3 separate regions of the Mus musculus genome follow, and all the other regions are linked to region 2. The links are chromatin contacts, called in public Hi-C and Micro-C maps. All regions are on one chromosome and are shown on one strand. Each heading gives the region's core, a stretch centred on a gene start, on an enhancer-like site or on the middle of the called end of the contact. The rest is flanking DNA. Distances are from core to core; before and after follow the strand shown. Region 1 overlaps Exoc6b (exocyst complex component 6B). Region 2 holds the start of Cyp26b1 (cytochrome P450, family 26, subfamily b, polypeptide 1). Region 3 overlaps Exoc6b (exocyst complex component 6B).

What was found. A called contact is a pair of places that touch in the nucleus more often than the background predicts.
Region 1: a Hi-C map of the N1E-115 cell line shows a contact between it and region 2, with 10 times the contacts expected there. The contact joins the enhancer-like site here to the promoter of Cyp26b1 in region 2. A contact is called at or near these places in 11 of 39 promoter capture datasets (the 3T3-L1 cell line, 3T3-L1-derived adipocytes, the HPC-7 cell line and 8 more), 2 of 484 Hi-C or Micro-C datasets (the N1E-115 cell line and nephron progenitors), 3 of 115 datasets of contacts at active chromatin or transcription factors (bone marrow-derived macrophages, embryonic hindbrain and stem cell-derived neural progenitor cells) and 3 of 9 other capture datasets (embryonic stem cells, liver and macrophages).
Region 3: a contact with region 2 is called in a Micro-C map of the HL-1 cell line, with 4 times the contacts expected there. The contact joins the enhancer-like site here to the promoter of Cyp26b1 in region 2. A contact is called at or near these places in 8 of 39 promoter capture datasets (the 3T3-L1 cell line, 3T3-L1-derived adipocytes, the HPC-7 cell line and 4 more), 3 of 484 Hi-C or Micro-C datasets (the HL-1 cell line, the N1E-115 cell line and nephron progenitors), 2 of 115 datasets of contacts at active chromatin or transcription factors (pancreatic cancer cells and stem cell-derived neural progenitor cells) and 3 of 9 other capture datasets (adipose tissue, liver and macrophages).

What each region holds. Positions count from the first base shown.
Region 1 is chr6:84,794,246-84,797,775 of GRCm38.p6, reverse strand. All of the region lies in intron 18 of Exoc6b (exocyst complex component 6B), which reads left to right. Among named protein-coding and RNA genes, the nearest start is that of Cyp26b1, 200 kb to the right of the region's middle. Within about 2 kb of position 1,280, at least 7 of the 459 cell types and tissues checked have an H3K27ac peak or open chromatin away from gene starts, as enhancers often do. A contact at or near this core is called in the N1E-115 cell line, where this site is marked.
Region 2 is chr6:84,592,174-84,595,347 of GRCm38.p6, reverse strand. Cyp26b1 (cytochrome P450, family 26, subfamily b, polypeptide 1) reads left to right here and starts at 1,440. Exons shown (of 7, transcript NM_001177713.1): 1 at 1,440-1,559.
Region 3 is chr6:84,774,528-84,777,759 of GRCm38.p6, reverse strand. All of the region lies in intron 19 of Exoc6b (exocyst complex component 6B), which reads left to right. Among named protein-coding and RNA genes, the nearest start is that of Cyp26b1, 180 kb to the right of the region's middle. Within about 2 kb of position 1,664, at least 32 of the 459 cell types and tissues checked have an H3K27ac peak or open chromatin away from gene starts, as enhancers often do. A contact at or near this core is called in the HL-1 cell line, the N1E-115 cell line and pancreatic cancer cells, where this site is marked.

The DNA.
Region 1 (3,530 bases), core at 31-2,530, 200 kb before region 2:
CAAGAATGAATTTTTTAGTGCCAGAAGATTATTGATGAGCTGAGTTCATGCTGACATTTTATGTTGTATTTTTCTATACCTATGTTTTAATGAGATGTGGAGTATTTAATTCTGCCTGGGAAACTCAAGCAATTTCACTTTAAATTTTCCTTAAACTGTGGGTGATTATTATTTAAGTTGTAAGAGTGTCTTGTAACAAAGTAGCTGTCCCATCCCCCTGTTGCAGGCTGAGCAGCTCTGGATTCCGTTTTCATTCATACACACAGTCAAGACTGGAATTATTATCCCTGTTTACTTGTGAGGAAGCTGTGTCCAACCAGATTAACTAGTGCTATTATGGTTATGCGAGTGAATGGCCAAGATTTGATCCAAGGTTGATGTGAACCAGACAGAGTCTAGCTTCTCCTCAGGCCTGTCTTATTTTACTACTGATTCTCATAAATGGACATGCTGTTCATGTACTTTTCTCCCAAATTAATTAAAAATCTGATTAAATTCACATAAGGGTTTTTAAACGAGTTTCCTGTGAGAGTCTTCTCAAGGTTTTAGGTGTTCTGAAATGAAGCATTTGTTACTGGCAGAGAATAAGAAGCAGAACACCTACAGGATGCATTAGCTCAAGAAAGCAAGAAGGCAAGGCAGCTAATGAGGTGTTTGGGAGGGACAGTACTCTTACTTAGGGACTGACAGTTAGGAACTGAGTAATAAGTCTGCATTGGAATTAAAGGGACTGGCTGGCAGACAGGCAGGCGTCGGCACCATTGTATTTTGTAAACTTTCTCCTATGGCTGTAGTGTGTTTTTTCCAAACCCACTTAATTTTTTATGAGGTTTGTAAAGGTCTTGAATAAACAATTGGGATTATACAGGTTTTCCTGGAAGCTTTGGTTAATATTTTAATATGCTCTGCTTTGTCACTTTATTAAATAGCTTATTGGAAAGTTTGAAAGAGGGGTTTCCTTTTTCCTCCCCTTTCCCATGTCCTAGTAGTTAAAAATCAAATTTCAAAATCAGATTTGGGTTTAGAGGGTCTCCCTTTTATTTGGAACTCTTATATCTGCTGATTACCCTTGGGTTGCTGTCTGGCATCTGGGAGTCCTCCACTTAAAACACACTTTAAGTGAAATTACAGTCCAGAGGGTGTGTCTTGAAAATGAGCCCATGATTGTAAGTGTATGGAGAAAAAGGCATGAAGAAAGGGCAGGGGGAATTGGATAGGGTCAGAGAACAGGAACCAGTAGAACCTCGGAGATTACCTCATCATGACCTTTTGCTCATTAATATTTGAGTCTGATTTGTTGACATCTAGGTTGCCATCTGGTGAAATGGACAGAGACTGAATACCTTCAAACACATTTCTGTGTTAATGGGCAGGCTGAATGAAATTGCCCTGTAACCTGAACAGGAGTTATGGCGAGAGAAAGGAAGTTTTTGTGTTTTGCTGGGAGGACTCATTCTGTGGGAGCCGGAGTGCAGGAATTGTTGCTCTTTGTAGAATACTGTGTGGTCCTTTCATTTTGACTCGTGAGTCAGTGAAGACGATGTCCATTTGCTGTGCTGGGACTGTGCTTAGGCTCGCCCAGCTCCCCACCACTCCTGGGAAGCTTCTGTAACTAGTTTAGCCTTGTAACCCTTTCTTCTAAAATCAGATAGGGCTTAGCGTTTACTCTGCTCAATTTAGCATTTAATTGCTTGCTTCCCCTGATTTGCTTCAGAAGGAAGTGCTCTCTCACTGTTTCCCCCACAGACAGAATTACTTGGTTTAAAAGTAGAAATTCATGTGACCCTGTAGAAGACATGAGCAATAAAATATTTTGAATCCATAAAACATTTTAAGCACATATACCTAGTGCTATATTTAGCACCACAGGAATAATAATTATAAATGTATTGCACTTGCTGAGCACTTAGTGCAAGTGAGGAACTGTGCTGGAAGTAGCATTGATTTTTTTTTTTAACCCGACCATTAAAGTAATCTTGTTTGCACATGGTAAAATAGAGAAGACGGCTAAAGCCAGTGTTCTAGCACATGTTTATATATGTGCACTCATTAGTGGTTCACTTTTCATATTTTATTGTCAATTTTAGTTTAAAAGACACATAGTATTTTTATGAAAGCATAAATGTTTGCCAAGTGGTGATGGAAAGTACTGACTGCTTCCTACTCAGAAACAGGAAAGTGTTAACTAGGAAGACTTTCTCTAAATGACGCCTACACACCTGTCTCCCACCCTTGATTTGATATAAACTGATCCATTTAAAAGATTCTGAATCAAATGTGTTGCCACATGCTGTAATGCCAACAAGCAGGAGACTGAAGGAAGAGGCTGATCAGTTGGCGGCCAGTCTGGGCTGTGTAGGGAGACAGTGCTGTCTAGTTAGACCCTGTGTAATGCTGTGCACCTGCGATCCTACTGCCCAGAAGGCTGAGGCAGAAACCTTGGGGGAAATTTGAGGCCAGCTTGGGCTACTGAGTAAGAATCTGTCTTTAAAAAACAAACAAACAAACAAGAACCAAAAAATACTGAACATTTTTAAAAGAAAAACAATGATTCTTTTAAGGTACTGGCTGTGTAGCACTGATGTTGGACTTATCATCTAATTACAGATATTGTAAATTTTTTGAGAAAATATGAACTTCAGGCAAAGTGTTGGAATATCAGTAGGCTTATGATTAAATAAGCAGAATACCAAAGAAGTGAGAAAAGAGGAAGAACTGTCCAAGAAACTCTTCATTTACTTACTCTTGGTCATTGGCTAGTTGTTAAGCTACAACAGGCAGATAGACAGTATGGGGACTTGGAAGCAAAACCCTGCTGGAGGCAGAAAACTGACAGATATTCCAGAAGTTGACAGACAGATACACAGAGGATTATGTCCCTGGAGAGCTGGTAACCACTATGCTGTTTAGCTGAAATGCCAGCAGGGCCATGCACAGAAACTATTAACAAGGCCCTAAGACTAAAGGCAGGATGAGCATAGATCCACAGTAATAAAGTTTAAAAACAAGTCTAAATGACCAAGACAATCTACCTATCTAGCTGCTTGCTAGAACAAATTTCCAAACTCTGTTGAGGCTGAGAAGTTAATCTAGAGACTGTTTAACATCTCACCTGCAGAGCACATGTACAAACCAAGATTTTCTAAAATGCTAATAAGAAGGAAAAGCTAACTTCCAGTGAAAGCTCACATAATTAGTAGGCATAGGTCCTGAAAAGACTCACATTAACAAACAAAAAGCAAAGAAACTAACAAAAATAACAACCCTTCATAGTAGGGAAAATGGAAAAATAGCAAAAAAGAATGGAATGTTTGAGTAGGATTAATATTTATTGTTTATTCTAAAATAGCAAAATCGACAATTGAATACACATATGGACTGAGCATGAGGAAGGGGGTGTTTTATACCAGACTGGCTTCAACCCCTGGACTTCTCCCATTTGAGTGTTACAATTCCAGATGTACACTGCTGCAACTGGTTTTATTATAGGGGGTTTAAAAGGTACATTAAGTACATTAAACAATGGACTC
Region 2 (3,174 bases), core at 191-2,690:
AGAGAGACAGAGTCAGACAGAGACAGACAGATAGGAGATAAAGAAACAGATAGAGACACAAAGAGACAGAGAGACAGAGAGAAACAGACAGAGACAGAGACAGACAGACAGATTTAGAGAGACAGACAGACAGAGAAATGGACAGACAGAAAAACAGACAGAGACACAGAGATACAAAGAGTCAGACAGAGAGAGAGAGAGAGAGAGAGAGAGAGAGAGAGAGAGAATAGAGGTCACAGGCAAGAGGAAGTAACCTGTGGCATTTTTAACTTGAGGAATCTGCCAACTAGATCTCCAGCCTAGCCTGGGGCAAGGGTTAGCTTGTCTGGCAGCAGCTTTGGAACAGAACCCCACAGGCTGGGGAAGCAGGAGGGTCTTGCTTGTCTTTCTGTTGTTTTTCTCCTAAGCTGGCTGGCTGCATCTGGCTGCCACTCTATCCCCTGTCCCCAATGAGAAGCAATCCAGTGCTCCTCTGTGCCCTCCTTTGTCACAAACCAGCCCTGATAGGCCATCTCTGTCCATTAAGCCATCCTGGCAAAAGATGGAAGCTGGATTAGCAGGGAGAGTCCATCCCATGCCTGTCCCCACTGTTCCCCTAAAGAGAGCTGGCTAGCCGGGCTGTGATGGGGGACAGAGGGTCCTTTTCCTTCTGAATGACCTCTGAGACGATGCTTCCCTGGCGTAGGGACTGGAAAGGAGATGGGAGTCCTGACAGCCCAGGAGGGAGGAGACTGCACTCTAGTTTGTCTAATTCAATTATGCCAGATGAGCAGTGTTCTATTTACAAATCAACACGCTTGTATTTTCTGAGATTGCCCAGGATTTCCGAAACTCCAGAAGAGGGTGGAGGAGGCAGATTGTGACACCAAGCAGTGTGCAGGCTGGTTCACTTCAAGCTCTGCCCAGCCCTTTTCTGTAGTGTTTTTACCTTCCACAAAGGCTCTGGGTTCCCTGTCACGCTTTCTTTTTTTCTCCCTGGATCCTGATTGTCCTTCAGTCCTTTGTCACCAAGTGTAACTTGATAAACTGAGCAGAAACACACTGCTGTCCCCATCCTTTCAAAACTGCTGCCAGAGAAAGAACACAGGGGAAAGAGAGCTGAGGTCTTTGAATGGACGTTTAAGCAGGAGTGCGCGTGTGTGGGAGTACACACACACACACACACACACACACACACACACACACACACACACAGAGAGAGAGAGAGAGAGAGAGAGAGAGAGAGTCACATACATACCAGGACGTAGAGTTGCCTAGGGTGGTTGTCTCCCAGACCATTGTGCATGGGGCCTGGTCCTGAAGTCCTAGGAGCAATGCCCCCCCAGCTCCCAGGGACACCCCTCATTGCAGGCCCTTGTTGCAGCCGCCCAGTGGGCGGTGCCAGGGCAGGTTTCAGGCTATAAAGGGCTCTTGGCTCCCTGGGTCTGAGGGAGCGCCATCTCTTCGACAGTGTCCCTGCCAGCCACAGCCAGCCTGGGGCACTGCCCATACCCCATCGCCATCGGGCGGGCTCTTCCTTTGGACACAGCTGCCAGTTGCGCCCCTTCCACCTTCTATCGGCAAGTCCATTTTCAGATTGCTTTAGACTGTATTGGTTGTAGGGCAGAAGGAAGTCTGGGCTTGGGGCTTTGATGGCGGAGGATGGGAAGAGTCACTTCTATAAAATAATTCCTCCTGGGCAAAGTGTTTGGAGCCAAGGCCTCCCCAGGTGAGGAGTGTGATGGGACTTGGCTGCCTCCCAGGGAAAAGAGAAAGTTCTTTCCCAGAGGGCTGTAGATGGGTGGGTGAGGGGCCCCTTCTAGCCGGGCCTGTCTGTGAAGTTGGGAGTGAGGAGTCAGACTCCTGCCAGACTGATCCTTTTGCACATGGACTGTTATTGAAAAAAAAAATCAAGAATATTGCTGAAGATACATGGGTGTGGGTAGGAGGTAGGGGCAAGTCTCCGCAAGGGACAGAGAAAAGGACGGCCTGAAGGAGAAAACGGCAGAAATTGAATATACCCTTGGATTTGGTAGCAGTGACCAGAAAGAAGGTACCTCCAAAGAGGCTGGGGCTGGTGAGGTTCAGGCAAGTGGCATTTGTGAGGGGCTTCTTGAATTCTCTGTACAGCCAGACAGCCCGCTGGGGAGTGGGTCATTTAGTTCTGTGAGCTCTAGAGAGGCAATTCTTAACACTGGAGGTGATTTTCACAGCAGCTTGGACAGCAGGAGTCCAGCCCCTCTCTCAAGAGCGAGGGCACACTTATGCGGTGTCCTCTAACCTGTCCTTGAGTTTCTGGGCACCAGAGGGCTACCACTGGCCTTGTGGCGCCCGTTCTGGAGAACCCAGAGAGGCAGGGTGATGGGCAAAGGCAGGGAGAGGAACGCTCTGACAAAAGCCGAAATCTAGGGTGGGGGCCCTTCTTATCTGCAGGACTTTACAGTTCCCACCCAAGCTCTGCAAAAGGGTCTGAGCAGAACCTGCTGACCCAGGGCTTTTCCAGACAAGGGACTCAGGATATGGGGGGGGGGGGGGCAGGGGGAGGACCTCAGAATAGAACAAAGGCAGTCTGGGACCCTATGAGGTTAGCTTTCCAAAGATTCCTTGGAGCTAGTGGGGCTACAGAACTCTGGGAATTACCTCTTTTATTCTTTCAGCTATACTGTCCCCAGACAGCTGAGGGACACTAGACGAGCCTAGTTGGTCTTTAAGTGCCCAGGCATGCTTCCCACCCACCACTGCCTGGCCTTTCGGTCCCCACTTTACTCTTGCTCACATTTTTATTCTGGCTAGAGAAATGAAAAGCTTTGGGGTGAAGAAATTGAAGCATTAACTGGGAAAAAATCAGGGCCTAAACTATGCAAATTGAGTACAAAATGGAGGGTTTCCTCCATTTAACAGAAAAGTGCCCCAACTCAGGGGATATACTCCTGTTGGTAGGAAAGGAAACAGAGCGAAACTGTGAGCAGTGTCCTCATCAAACAAATATACAAATCCCTCTACAAAATAGTGTTACTTTGCAGTGCTGTGCGCAGTGTGTGGAAAGGATGATCAGGAATGCGCACAGAGAAGGGTGTGGAAGGGGAGCTGTCCTCTCTACTCTGTGTGTAGGAAGCTGGGGACACAGAGCCATCCTGGCAGCTCTGTGTCCTGAGAAGTAGGCCTTGAGACAGACAGATCTGTGCTTGTGCAGGT
Region 3 (3,232 bases), core at 415-2,914, 180 kb before region 2:
TGAGAGATCCCGGGGGAGGGGAGTCCCAGGTTACTTGAGACTGCTGGTCCTCCTATGAGGTCACCATCCTCTAAGCTTCTTCCAGCCTTTCCCTCAATTCAACCACAGGGGTCTCTGGCTTCTGTCCTTTGGCTGGGAGTAAGTATCTGCATCTGATTCTTTCAGCTGCTTGTTGGGCCTCTTGGAGGGCAGCCATGCTAGGCTCCTGTCTGTAAGCACACCACAGCATCAGTAACACTGTCAGGCCTTGGAGTTTCCCCTTGAGATGGATCCTAAGTTGGGCCAGTCACTGGACCTCTTTTTCCTCAGTATCTTCTCCATTTTTGTCCCTGCCGTTCTTTTAGACAGGAATGATTCTGGGTTTAATCATTGAGTATCTGGTGAATTTTTAAGTCTCCGTCTCTGCCTTAGACCTTCTATTAACTTAGTGCTCTGCATGGGCTGGGATAGAATGTGTAGTTATACTAGATGACTGTCGTTATCCGTTTACCTAGAAGGAGGTTCTTTGGGGAATTTGATGGGCAAAAGACTGATGGGCAGTGGTATGAACAAACTGAGAGGAAAATAAAAGCTTACTATATTAGACAAGTTTGTTATAGCTACAAGATGACTAAAATGAAGTCAGGTAGCTGGAGGAGGTGATACAACCCTTAGTTATTATAAATCTTGTAAGACTTAGTATGAACTGGGTACTGGATTCTAAGACACTGAGAACTGTCACTTTACATATGAGATTGACATGACAGTATTTCAGTTTTCAAATACCACTGTGAAAATTAAGAAAAATGCAGAAGTGAGTGTTGGACCTGAAACAGAGCTAGTTATAAGTAGGGTTATCAGTTAAAGCCAACAGGCCATCTGGGTCAAGTTTGAATTTCAAATAAACAACAAGTATTTTTTCTAGTATAAGTTGTAAGTATCTCCTGGACCAGAAAGAACTGTTTCTGGTTTTAGTGTTGAAGTGCTTGTAATATGATGATCTGTTTTAGGAGTGAGAGCTAAGTCTAAACACAATATTGATTTGTTTCATGGGCACCTTATGTAGAAGCTAAAGGAATCTTTATACAGTATTTTTTGATGCAGCCAAATTTTAACTTAAGCTATCATGTGAAGACACATGTATACTCTTTCACTAAATTATTAGCAAACAGAAACATTCAAATTTCTGAAGATACCAGATTTCCTCTGTTCTAGTTAGGAACATTTTGCATGAATGTATCCGAAATGATGAAGAATCCTTACACAGGTTCTGAGGCCTGCAACACACTGGATTAGCGAGGAGGGCCCCGAAGACTTAAGAATGAGCATGTTCTGCAGTCTCATTATAGAAACCAGAGTTCCTCGAGTTGGTTGAATACATGCACCATAAAGAAACTGAGTAGGTAAATGTCCTCAGGCCTTTGTGACCCCAGACTGTTGGTGGCCATGCTGTCCTCCCTTACATTATAAATAACACCAAGTATTTTATATAAGGGACCAAGCACAAAGAAAGCATTCTTCACTTTTCTGTAGCATCAATAAAATGTGTGTAATGCCCTGACATCCTTTCTGTCCTCTCATTCTGAATAATGCACTTTTTAAGGAAATGTAGCTCCCTAGTGTTGTGTTTACCTAATCCCAGCAATCAGACTGCCTGAGGCCTGCCCTTCCCTCTGACTCACTGGAGTCTCAGTCAGATGTCTCCTGTCAATGGATGGAAACAAGATGTAGCTTAATCCCCTGTTCTGGCAACTAACCAGGAAGAAGGGCGAGGTTCTCCACTCTCCCCTACAAAAGCATTTTTGAGGGCTTTTTCAGCAAGGACCATTTTAAAGACAGAAGTGCCTTTAATACTTGAATTGCTCATTCATCTCCTATGCTTCCTACTACTTAAGGTTGTCCTTAAAAAGGACCAGTCTGTTGTGGGAAGAAATTGCTTGTATACCTTTTTCTTCAACCCTAAATGCTTCCTAAGTGCTATTGCCTCTTCCAGGAGTGTCTGAAGAGCTAATGTCTCCCACCTCTCCAGGGCACCTGCACTGCTCAGCCACCTCTGGCCCCTCACTAAAAGCTTCCAGCCCAGAACATTTGGATTGCTGGCAGAGATTTTTATCTTCTTGTCGGTGTTTTTATGTTGTTCTTTATTTATTTGTTTTTATTTGCCTGATGTAGGAAGGAAAAAAGAGAAAAAAATAAACTGTCATCTCAAATGAAGCCCTGTGCTAGTTTCATGCTCAAATGCAGCACCTGACTTCTAAAAATAAACTTACTAGCCATGGATGAGGAGGGGGCCCAGTGCCCCACTTAGAGCATTTAACATGGGTGTGGGTCATTGTAGTAATACCTGACATTCAAATTCTCCCCAACTAATCTACTCTCAATCCCAACTAATTCTAAAACAATGCATGAAATGAAGAGTGAGAATTAAAAGGCATGAGGAAACACTAAGTTCCTTTAGGAAAGACAGAGACCCACTTCCTGTAACATCTCAAAAATGATCTCTGGCAGCGAAATCTTTAAGCATTTTCGTTCGTTGGAGGAAATGCTGTTGTCTGCTTGTTTCCAAGTCTGTTTTCATATTGCTTTTGCTAGAAGAACTGTGGTTACAATCTCAATGTTAAACATGAACATGGTATCCAAATGTTCTGTGCCTAATCGGGATAGTATCTGTGTTCTAACAAGAAATCTCTTAATGAAGCTGGGTGGCTCACCAGGAAGTGCAATTTAGCAGAAGTTAACACACACCCTAGACAGCAGCAAGAGTTAACACACAGCTGTAAAAGCTAACACACACCCCACAGACCAAGGACAATTTTTCAGGACTGCCTGGCTTTACACTCTAGTAGTAAGTCAGTCCTCCCGCATTCACCCATGCTCCTTCCAGCTGACCACAATTGCAAGGATTCCCTGAAAGCCTCCCAAGTTTAATAAGCTCTTGGAACACACTGGAAGTTCTGTACTGCTTAGAATTACAGCTTTCTCATAGAGACTACAACTTAGAAGTAGGCCAACAGAGAAAGTACAAAGACCTGATTAGGTGAAGGTGTGTGTAGCTCTTCCTTGGACTTGCTTTATGGAGCTAGCTCTTCCTTCAGCATTCAATGTTTTACTAGCTAGGAAGCCACACTGAACCTCAGAGTCCATAATTCCTCTTTGGGTTTCCCTGCATAGGCACATGTGTTTTAAAAAATTAACCACATGATTGAAGTCAACCTATAGTCCTGTTTTTTCTCCCTAGAACTCTGGGGAGGAC